2 separate regions of the Gossypium raimondii genome follow, and region 2 is linked to region 1. The links are chromatin contacts, called in public Hi-C maps. All regions are on one chromosome and are shown on one strand. The core of a region is the stretch at or near the end of the contact, and the rest is flanking DNA. Distances in the headings are between cores, read along the strand shown.

Region 1 (4,904 bases), core at 645-3,144:
TACTTAGTATATTAGGGAGTGACACCCCTAATATAATATTGAGACAAGTGAGATTGGAAGGGTATCCTATCGTGTACAACTTGTGCCAAGCGATGAGACAGGAAGAGTATTCGTATGCCTAGGAAGAGACCGGAAATGTGGCTTAGGTGATAATCCTTAATGAAGATGAACTGGAAGGGTAGTCATAGCTAAAGATGATAAATAGCTAATCGAGGATAAGTAATTATTTAATTAGATAATTAGGGATTTAATCAATCATAGGCTAGATGCTCACATTGTCGACACTAAGAATAGGAAAGTCCATTAGGTTAATTTTAGGTTAGTTAATTTAATTAGTTTAATTGAAATAATTTTATTTGGATTAACACTACTAATTCGTGACTCGATTAGATTAGTAATTATTTTCTGTAATTAATTTAATATTAATCTCTCTAATCTGCAATCTCTTAGGTATGATCCTCGGAATACTTACCAATATTTCGTTGTACTAAACTATATTACAATTTGTCTCATACACTTGCTGACACTGTCGATTTAATTTAATATATTTTTAGTGTGATATTTATTCTATAAATGATAACAAGTTTATAGGTGATCATTCACCCTACTCGGAAAAGAGCCATATAGTCTTGTTAGAGAGGTTATGATTTGGTTAAGCAAAGGAAAAAGATGATCAAGAGAGAAGGAAGAAAGTTGAGTCAACAAGGTGAGAGAGTAAGGGAACATGGCTCTTTTTGGGTTGAAGACTGTTTATATAGGTAGATCTAGTGGATGACATGATGTTGCTTAAATTGTAGAGTATATAGGTGTTAAGTGATGGTTGTTCTATTGGAGTGGTCTGGTTGATTTGCGTGTTTCTCACTTTCTAAATCAATAGTACCCTTGACGAAGATAAACTAACATAGTCAGCGATATGAACATCAGTGAAGGTAGACGAATGATGAGGAAGGTCATTATTTTTCTTTTTTCTTTTTTCTTTTTTTTTGCAAGGACGAAGGTCATTATGTTTAACAAATATAATAAACAACTGCCTAAATTAGAAGTTTTTCTTTTTGGTGTCTGGATTTGAACACCTCAACCCAGCTCTTGGGAAATTTTAATTATATCTAACAAAATCATGAAGTCAAACCATAATATGTTGGTTGATTAAGAATAAGATCTTAAAAAAGAAAAAAGAAAAAAAGATAGAGATATGTATCTAGATTCTCAACTAATGGAATTTGCTTATAGATGTAGATAAAATGAACTTTGGAACACTAGAGAATAACAGATTTTATTATGTAATTAATGTTGAGCAACAGAAATTAATAATAATGTCATTAAACAGTAACAATCCGAATATATTAAGTGCTACATTTTTTTATGGTCTAAATAGTTTAATTAACAATTAATTATGTTGATTGTTAAGGTGATTCTATCAATATCATTGCCAACAACGGACCTCATTAATAATAACTCATTTTGTTAATTATGAAATGTATAAATTTATATGTTGATATTAAATTATATGATGACACTTGCTTAAAAATAAGTATAATTTTAACACATGGCATTACTTAATTCATTATTGGCGTATAAACTAAATGATTAGGTTTTTTCTTTGTTCAAAACAAATCTTAAATAGAATTCTCACAGCCAAGAATTTAGTTAGGGCTGACCAGATTTGACCCTGTGTGAACTAATGGAAGATGTAAGATTATCCATCCCCATATAGAACGCATGCATAATTTTGATTAATACTTTTTTTAAGCAATAATTATTGTAGGATAGCTTACCAAACAAACAAAGATTCGAAATAAATAAATAAATAGAGCTCTATACAGTAATGCCTATTTAAGCCGCTGGTGTGTGTCACCAGCCAAGCCCCAAGTGCCTTCCTCGGTGATCTCCCAACTCTGCTAGCATTTTTCATTTGTTTCATAAGTATGGGTTTGGCTCCTATTTGTATCGACAAAACCTGGTGGGTCTCAACGTTCCCAGCTATTGTAAAAGCAAATAACTTAGTAGATGGTTTCCTTTTGTTTAGCATTTTCATGGCAGTTTTATTGGGTGGGTTTTTAACTTGGGCTTTATCCCCTGGGGGTTTAGCCTGGAAAAATGGCAGAAACCGATTAGGTGGGGTCCCAGTCCCTGGTCCCAGAGGGTTCCCTTTCTTTGGCAGTTTATTCAGCCTAACCCACGGTTTGGCTCATCGAACCCTTGCTTGCATGGCTTCAAAACAAGCCGCTACCAATCTCATGGCTTTTAGCCTTGGATCAACTCCTGCTGTTATAACATCCGATCCCCAAATTGCTCGTGAAATCTTGACCTCTCCTCATTTTGCTAACCGTCCGATCAAAGCAACAGCTAAGAAGCTAATGTTTAGCCGGGCCATTGGCTTTGCTCCCGATGGTACTTACTGGCGGCTTCTAAGGAGGATTTCATCCACTCACCTCTTTGCTCCAAAGCGCATTGCAGCCCATGAAAAGAGTCGCCAACTAGACTGTGGCTCCCTGTTATGTGCCATTGCTAAAGAACAGTCCTCCAATGGAATTGTTGTTTTACGCAAACACCTTCAAGCAGCAGCTCTTAACAATATAATGGTAACAGTATTCGGTAAAAGATATGACCTCTGCCAAGGTGATGACGACGAAGCTAAAGAGTTGCAAGAGATTGTAAGAGAAGGGTTTGAGATATTGGGAGCTTTTAACTGGTCGGATTATCTACCTTGGCTGAGCTACTTTTATGACCCTTTTCGAATCAATGAACGCTGTTCAGTTCTTGTCCCCCGAGTGAAAAAACTAGTGAACCAAATCATCGAACAACATCGTTTGAATCAATCATCAAAGGTTGCTGATAGTTCAGATTTCGTTTCTGTGTTGTTATCTTTAGATGGCGACGATAAACTCAATGAGGAAGACATGGAAGCAGTCTTGTGGGTGGGTATTAATTTATAATTTCTTTAATTATTATATATTTTGAAGTTCAATTAACGAGTTCGATCGCTTGTGTTGGCAGGAAATGATCTTTCGGGGAACGGATACAACTGCGCTTTTAACTGAGTGGATCATGGCCGAGTTGGTATTGAACCCTGAGATTCAATCCAAGCTTCACCAGGAGCTTGTTGTTGCAGTGGGAGACAAGAGCGTGACAGATGCTGATGTGGCTAACTTACCCTACCTTCAAGCAGTAGTCAAAGAAACCCTCAGGTTGCATCCACCTGGGCCGCTCCTTTCATGGGCAAGGATATCCACGTCAGATGTCCAACTCAGTAATGGCATGGTGGTCCCATCAGACACTACAGCCATGGTCAACATGTGGGCCATAACCCATGACCCAAATGTGTGGGAGGATCCACTTGTTTTCAGGCCAGAGAGGTTTGTTAAGTGTCTAGGTGGAGCTGAGGTGGATGTGAGGGGTGGTGATCTTAGGCTTGCACCGTTTGGGGCAGGACGAAGGGTCTGCCCTGGCAAGAACTTGGGGCTGGTCACAGTGGGCCTTTGGGTGGCTAAGTTGGTTCAACACTTCAAATGGGTTCAAGATCTGGCTAACCCAGTCGAGCTAACCGAGCTGCTTAAGCTGTCCTGTGAGATGAAGAATCCTCTGCGCGCCATGGCTATTCCAAGAAACAGTATTCTACGACGGTCAGGAGACTGGTAAAAGAATAAATAAAAGCCAAGGGATATAATGTTTCCTCCACGTTGTCTTTGTAAACCTCGTTGGTTTGTTCTATTGTAATAACATAAAGTAGCCGTATCTATAATTGGTTATCTAAACTAATTATCAAAAAAATATTGGTGTCTTAATTATGAATCTCTTTTTTGCGTGCATTAAATTATGATGGAAAAAAAATTAACATTTACACGTGGAAGCAAAAGAAAAGAATCGCCTTTTTGGATTGACTTAAAAAGCCCAATTTGAATATTTAGTCCTCCATGCCATCAATGCTTTGATTTCGGTTTTATTTTTTCAAGTAGTTATCTAAATTTTTTGTGGTCAACTTCGGTACTCGAATTATTGTGTCGTTACTCATTTAACCTCAAACCTTAGTGTCGTTTGGCCAATTAGAAGCTACCATGTCACCATGCAATTGTATTTTTAAATTTTACATCAAATTTTTTAAAAAAAATATTGGGAAAAAAATAAAAATTATTTTTAATAAAATTTATTACAATAATTAATAGATTTTTACCCAAAAAAAAACCGATCATTTTTCCCAACTAAACCGTAACCTTTCTTATTTGTTTGGTTTTAGTAATTAAAACTATACTTGCTTAGGTCACCCATTTAGACTCGAAAAATAGACTTGGGTAAAATTTAAGGCCCGTTTTCAATATAGATCGAGTCTTTTACCTCGAGTCTAGCCCAACCCGAATATATTATGTTATAAAAATATATTATATTAATTATATATGTTAAATAATTATATATATTTATATTTATATTTATATTTATATTTATATTTATATTTATATTTATATTTAATCACTAACTCAATAACAATTAAACTCATTACTCAAACCTAAAAAAAAAACTTACCAACAGCCCAATCCAAAATATAAATTTTAAAATTTATATTTAATACAATAAAATCTTTATTATATTTATTTGTGTTTTAATATAACAAAACATTTATTATATTTATGGTAGTGTTTTTAATATAAATAATTTTAATTTATTTTTAATGTGTTATAAAATTTTTATTTTAGTGTTTTTAGTGCATCTAGTGTATTATATTTTTTAAAAAATTATTTTAAAATAAAAAATCAAATATGGGCAAGCCGGGTCAAGGCCGAATTTACCTTAAATTGGGTCGGGCTTAGGCAAAAAAAGTAAGCCCATTTTTCGGGTCAGGTCGAGTCCATGCTTGAAAAATGGGTCTAAATACCTTGTATGGGCTTGACCCCAACCCGACCCATGAGCAC
Region 2 (4,904 bases), core at 665-3,164, 170 kb before region 1:
ATTAGTTCCTGTAATATTCATATGAACTTCAAAAGCCAAAAGGATGAATTTATCAATAATAAAAAAATGCAGCTTTTCATTATAGTAGAAAAGCCCTTTCCTATAATTTGAGTGCATATAACAAGAAGACCCATTGCAAAAACCAAGTTTAACAAACCAAAGCAGACAGAGGACCCAACATGCATCACAAGTTTAAAGGAAAATTAGAAAGCACGTAAATTTGTGAAGCACATGAAACTTATCCTAGATGCTACGAGAACTTACAGGTCGTGATGAAACAGCTTGAGCAATTTTAATGTATGCCTACAAAGAAGAAAGAAAGAAAACTAAATTTCTTTAAAAATGAAATCAAATCAAAGGTGATTCCAAGTTATTAGCAATCTAAATCCAAGCACAATAGTATATAATTGTTTGTGTGTTAGTAAAAAGAGGCTAAACATTAAGAGACAGTATAGCTTCTGGCCAAAAGAAAAGTCTATATGGCAGAAAACTCCATAGAAGAAATTCTCTTTAACAATTTTTTTCAGACAACTTTTCAAAGATACATTTAAGACAGACCCAGAAAGAATTTGAATTTGAGTAACAGTGCATCTTAATGGAAAAATGGGAAGTATAGCTGATCTGCAGAAAAATGAAATGACAGCATAAACCGCTCTAGTGGCTAAAACATGAATGATAAAGTAAACATCACATTAATATCTATATCATGATTTTCTAGAATTTTCAGGTGACATTTAAAGTGAACAAGCTTTTACTTCCTGCTGCCCCTGCCCCCTTTTTCCCTTTATCTCTATGATGATCGAATCATTTGTTCAGCTGCACTTTGCATTCTCTAAAACATTGTGAACCTTTTTCCACTATTTTCCACAAATATTTTAAACATTGACTGAATTTTCTGTACCATTTAACTTTTTTAAGTACCGATGAACTGGAATTTTGAGAAAAACAAAGCTACAAAAAAGCGCAATGTTCAGTAGAAAAAAATCATAACTTAACAGTAAAATTTAAATAGGGGACAGGTGAAAATGTAAAGATATCAGCCAAATGATGGTCGGTTTGATTATAAAGGGAATCAGTTAATAGATGAACTAACAGAAATTTAAATCTCCCCGAGCTTAACATGCAAGACAAACGCTTTATAACTGAATCTTATGCACAATACTGAAATAATATACCGGCCCAAGTTCCACCAGAATTTTTCGAAGCTCGGCAGCTCTAACCTGCAAATCAGCAACAGGAAAAATCAAAATTTCAAGAAAACTTCAAAATATGTAAGGCTTCCTTCGGCTGAAATTAAAATTTTGGAATAATAAAAAATTGAATTTTTAACTTTTGGGAGTAACAACACATAATTCTAATGGCGTAAAAATTTAGAAAACGGAGTCAAATAAATTCGACGTCAGCATCAATTTTCTCAGAAAGTGAGTCTACTTTAAACGTAAGGAGTAATTAAAGTTAAACCTTGAACATTTGATCGGATCGTTCCATAAGATTATCAATATATCGAACTCCGAACCATTTTCCAAAAGTAGTACCGACTTGAATAAGCCGACGCAACAAAATCAGGGGTTTTCTTCTATAAATAGCGGCGATTCGTGAAGGGCTGTAATCGAGTAAGGACTCAGCCTCAAAGGCACTGAGCTGGAAAAGGTAACCTGACTTCTTCGTGAAAGAATCAACTTCAAGTCCCGCAGCGGCGCGTATGATGGGGCGTGGTTTTGAACGGAAGCTAAGTTTTGGAGTGGCGGGAAAGGAGTGGATTGGAGAGGAAGGAAGAAGTAGTGGAACCATTTACTCCTTTTTCGGTGTAACTGTTTCTGTTTAAACTTTTTTTCGGTTCTTTTTCATGAAAATATGAAAGAGTTAGAGAAATAGAAATGGTATGCGATGGACAAAATAGGAAAAATAAAATGTGACAGAATAATAAATGCTGAAGTTATAAAATTATGTGAAAAAAGAAAGAGGAGCAAGCGTACAGGCACCGTCCTTTTTTTTGGTCCTTTAATATTTTATCCATTTCCAAGTGATGCGTACCTGCCTCCTGCCAGAAAATAAAAAATTTAATTTTTTCCATATCTTAACATCGGGTAGGATCTAATTAGTGTACTTTATTCCTAAATCACACCATATACATATAGAAAGTACAAATTTAGAATATAAATAAATATTTAAAATTAGTATATAATAATAAAATATACGAGTTGAAACTAATTAATAATAAGGTAAACTATTATAATAGCCACTTTTGTTTATTTTATGTTACATTTTAGTTATTTATGTTTAAAATATTATATTTTAGTCACTTACGTTATTGCATTATAACATTTTAGTCACTGAACTATTAATTCCAATTAATAGTATAACGATAAACTGACGTGGCATGTTAAACCATCAGTTCAAACAAAATTTTTAGGTTAATTTATACAATCGGTCCCATATTTTTTGGTTTTGAGTAATTTTTTTTATTATATTCTTTTAACTTTTTTTTTCCATTCCCTTCTGCTTTTCCCTCTATTTCCCTTCATTACCTATTTCTTTTAACATAGTTTTTCTATGTTTTTCATTTATTAAAACTAGAATCTATACTTTTATTTTTTTTGAACAATTTAATTTTTTTCGAGTGAGGTGAGATTGTGGACTAGTTTTAACAAATGAAAAACATAGAAAAACTACGTTAAAAGAAATGAGGAAGGGAGGAAAACAGAGGGAGAAGTAGAAGAGAATGAAAAAAAAAGGAAAGTTAAAAGAACATGAAAAAAATTAAATTGCTCAAAATGAAAAATATATATGAACCAATTGTAGAATTTAACCTAAAATTTTTATTTGAAATGATAATTTAACGTGTCACATTAGCTTACTGTTACACCGTTAACGGCTCAGTGACTAAAATGTTACAATGTGATAACGTAAGTGACTAAAACGTAACATTTCAAACAAAAGTAACTAAAATGTAACATGAGGCAAACAAAAGTAACTATTTTGGTAGTTTACCCTTAATAATAAATATGTGCGATGTTAAAATGAAAATAAATTAGATTAAAATTGTTCATTATGGTGTTGTCATCAATCTTGAGTGTCGAGTTAATTTGTTACACCAACTCAATGAAATACATTAACATAGATACACAATTGATATACGTAATAAAGTGTGCATGATAAAAATTAAAATTAAAATATCAAAATAAAGTTTTAGCTAAGTGGTAAATTAAATATTTTACTAATGCAATTGGTTCAATTCAAATCTCATCATATTCACACTTTTATTGGTTTTTAAAATAAAAGACTAAATTACACTTGAATAATATAACTTATTTTAACTATGAAAGAGTATTTTGTAATTTCTCTAATCGAGTGATGACTCAATTTGTTTGAGTGGCGAATTTAAAGTTTTTCAATGTAATTGGTATGGATTTAAATCCCACTATATGTATTTTTTAAATTAAAAGATTAAACTGCACTCGAATAATATAACTTACTTTAAATATGGAATGTCATTTTGTAATTTTTTAATCAAGTTAATGCTCGGTTGACTCGTAACACCAACTCAAGAAGATATTTTATTAATAGTATAAATATATATTAAATTTAAACAAACTAATGTGATTTTATTATTAAATAGTTATCTAATTTTTTTCAAATATCTACCTCATATGAATTACATTTATTAAATTAGACAAGTAGTTGAACATTGATATAGTTAAAACAAATAAATAAAAATAACAATTAAATAAGAAAAGAATTGTCAATTGAAAAGAGAAGAATTCTCAACCCCATATATTATATCTTATAGTATTAACCGGAGATTTATAGGCTTTTATGGGTATTAGAAGGAAAAAAAAAAACAGCTGAATCTTGGGATTTCCTTCAATAACTAGGGCAGGATTAAAGTTTATTGTGGATGATTTTAGGTGATTTTAATGAGATACTTCCTTTCAGGAAAAAAAAAAAAAGAGGTCGTATTCGAGATGATCTATAGATAGAGGACTTTCGAGCAACATTGGATTTATGTAATCTGATAAATATGGTTTATCAAGGAAGATGGTTCACTTAATAGCGGGGGAATTTTGTTGATAACAATATCAGGGAGAGGCTTAATCGAGGTGTTGCCAATTCCGCCTAGTGTGAGGTATTTTCTAGTTTCGTGCAGTCTTCACTAAAATGGTTACAACTTGAGCTATCGAACTCGAAATCAAGTGATTCAATGTATGCTTCAAAGCTAAAAGATAGATATTCAAATTCTATGAAGACATCTCAACCGAGAAATAACTGGATCCCATCCAAAAAGTCAACTCAAGTCGATTGATTTTACAAACTTGAAATTGGAAACTTCAATGAATGGTATTTAATAAATTTCACCCCATTCGTGTTTGTATCATTCCCCATTTCCTCAAAAAAATTCATCCTTGAATCTTGTCTTTGGTTGAATAAGAAATACTTTTTATCATATGTGGAATGGGTTAATTGAGCTCCTTTCAAAGGATCAACAAAATCCTCTAAAGAAATAAGTCCACTAATTATTCCTCATTCTTGCATGAGTATTTTCTTGCTTTTCACTTTCTCTTCCTACTTGAGAACTCTCCAATTTCACCTCATATGTATTCTCTATAACTCCCCAAAAGTTAAATTTTTGGTCTGTTAAATTTTTTCAAAGTAAATGATTTGGTTCAGTGGTTAAGTGCTTTGGATGTGTGTTGAGGTCATGTGTTCAAATATTACTTTTGAAATTTTTTTCCATTTTTGTTCATATCCCTATCTCTGTTCATTTGACTTAAATATTATCTTCACTCAACTTGTGACAGAATGAGCTTGCTGGTTTAGTGGTAAGGTGTCAGCTTACCCTTTAGACTTATGTTTGAAACCCCACGTGTGTCGATGAGGAATTTATTTTTACTATTTCTACTTGA

What was found. Hi-C and Micro-C count contacts between places; a contact is called where the count stands out from the background.
Region 2: a Hi-C map of leaf shows a contact between it and region 1, with 2.2 times the contacts expected there. The contact joins the promoter of LOC105772914 here to the promoter of LOC105772314 in region 1. A contact is called at or near these places in 2 of 2 Hi-C or Micro-C datasets (both in leaf).

The regions. Positions count from the first base shown.
Region 1 is chr6:28,367,200-28,372,103 of ASM2569854v1, reverse strand. It overlaps LOC105772314 (cytochrome P450 78A7), which reads left to right and starts at 1,894. Exons shown (of 2, transcript XM_012593610.2): 1 at 1,894-2,918; 2 at 2,998-3,668. The coding sequence starts at 1,926. The coding sequence ends at 3,639.
Region 2 is chr6:28,535,033-28,539,936 of ASM2569854v1, reverse strand. LOC105772914 reads right to left here and starts at 1,914. Exons shown (of 20, transcript XM_012594410.2): 1 at 1,462-1,914; 2 at 1,176-1,220; 3 at 265-303. The coding sequence starts at 1,791.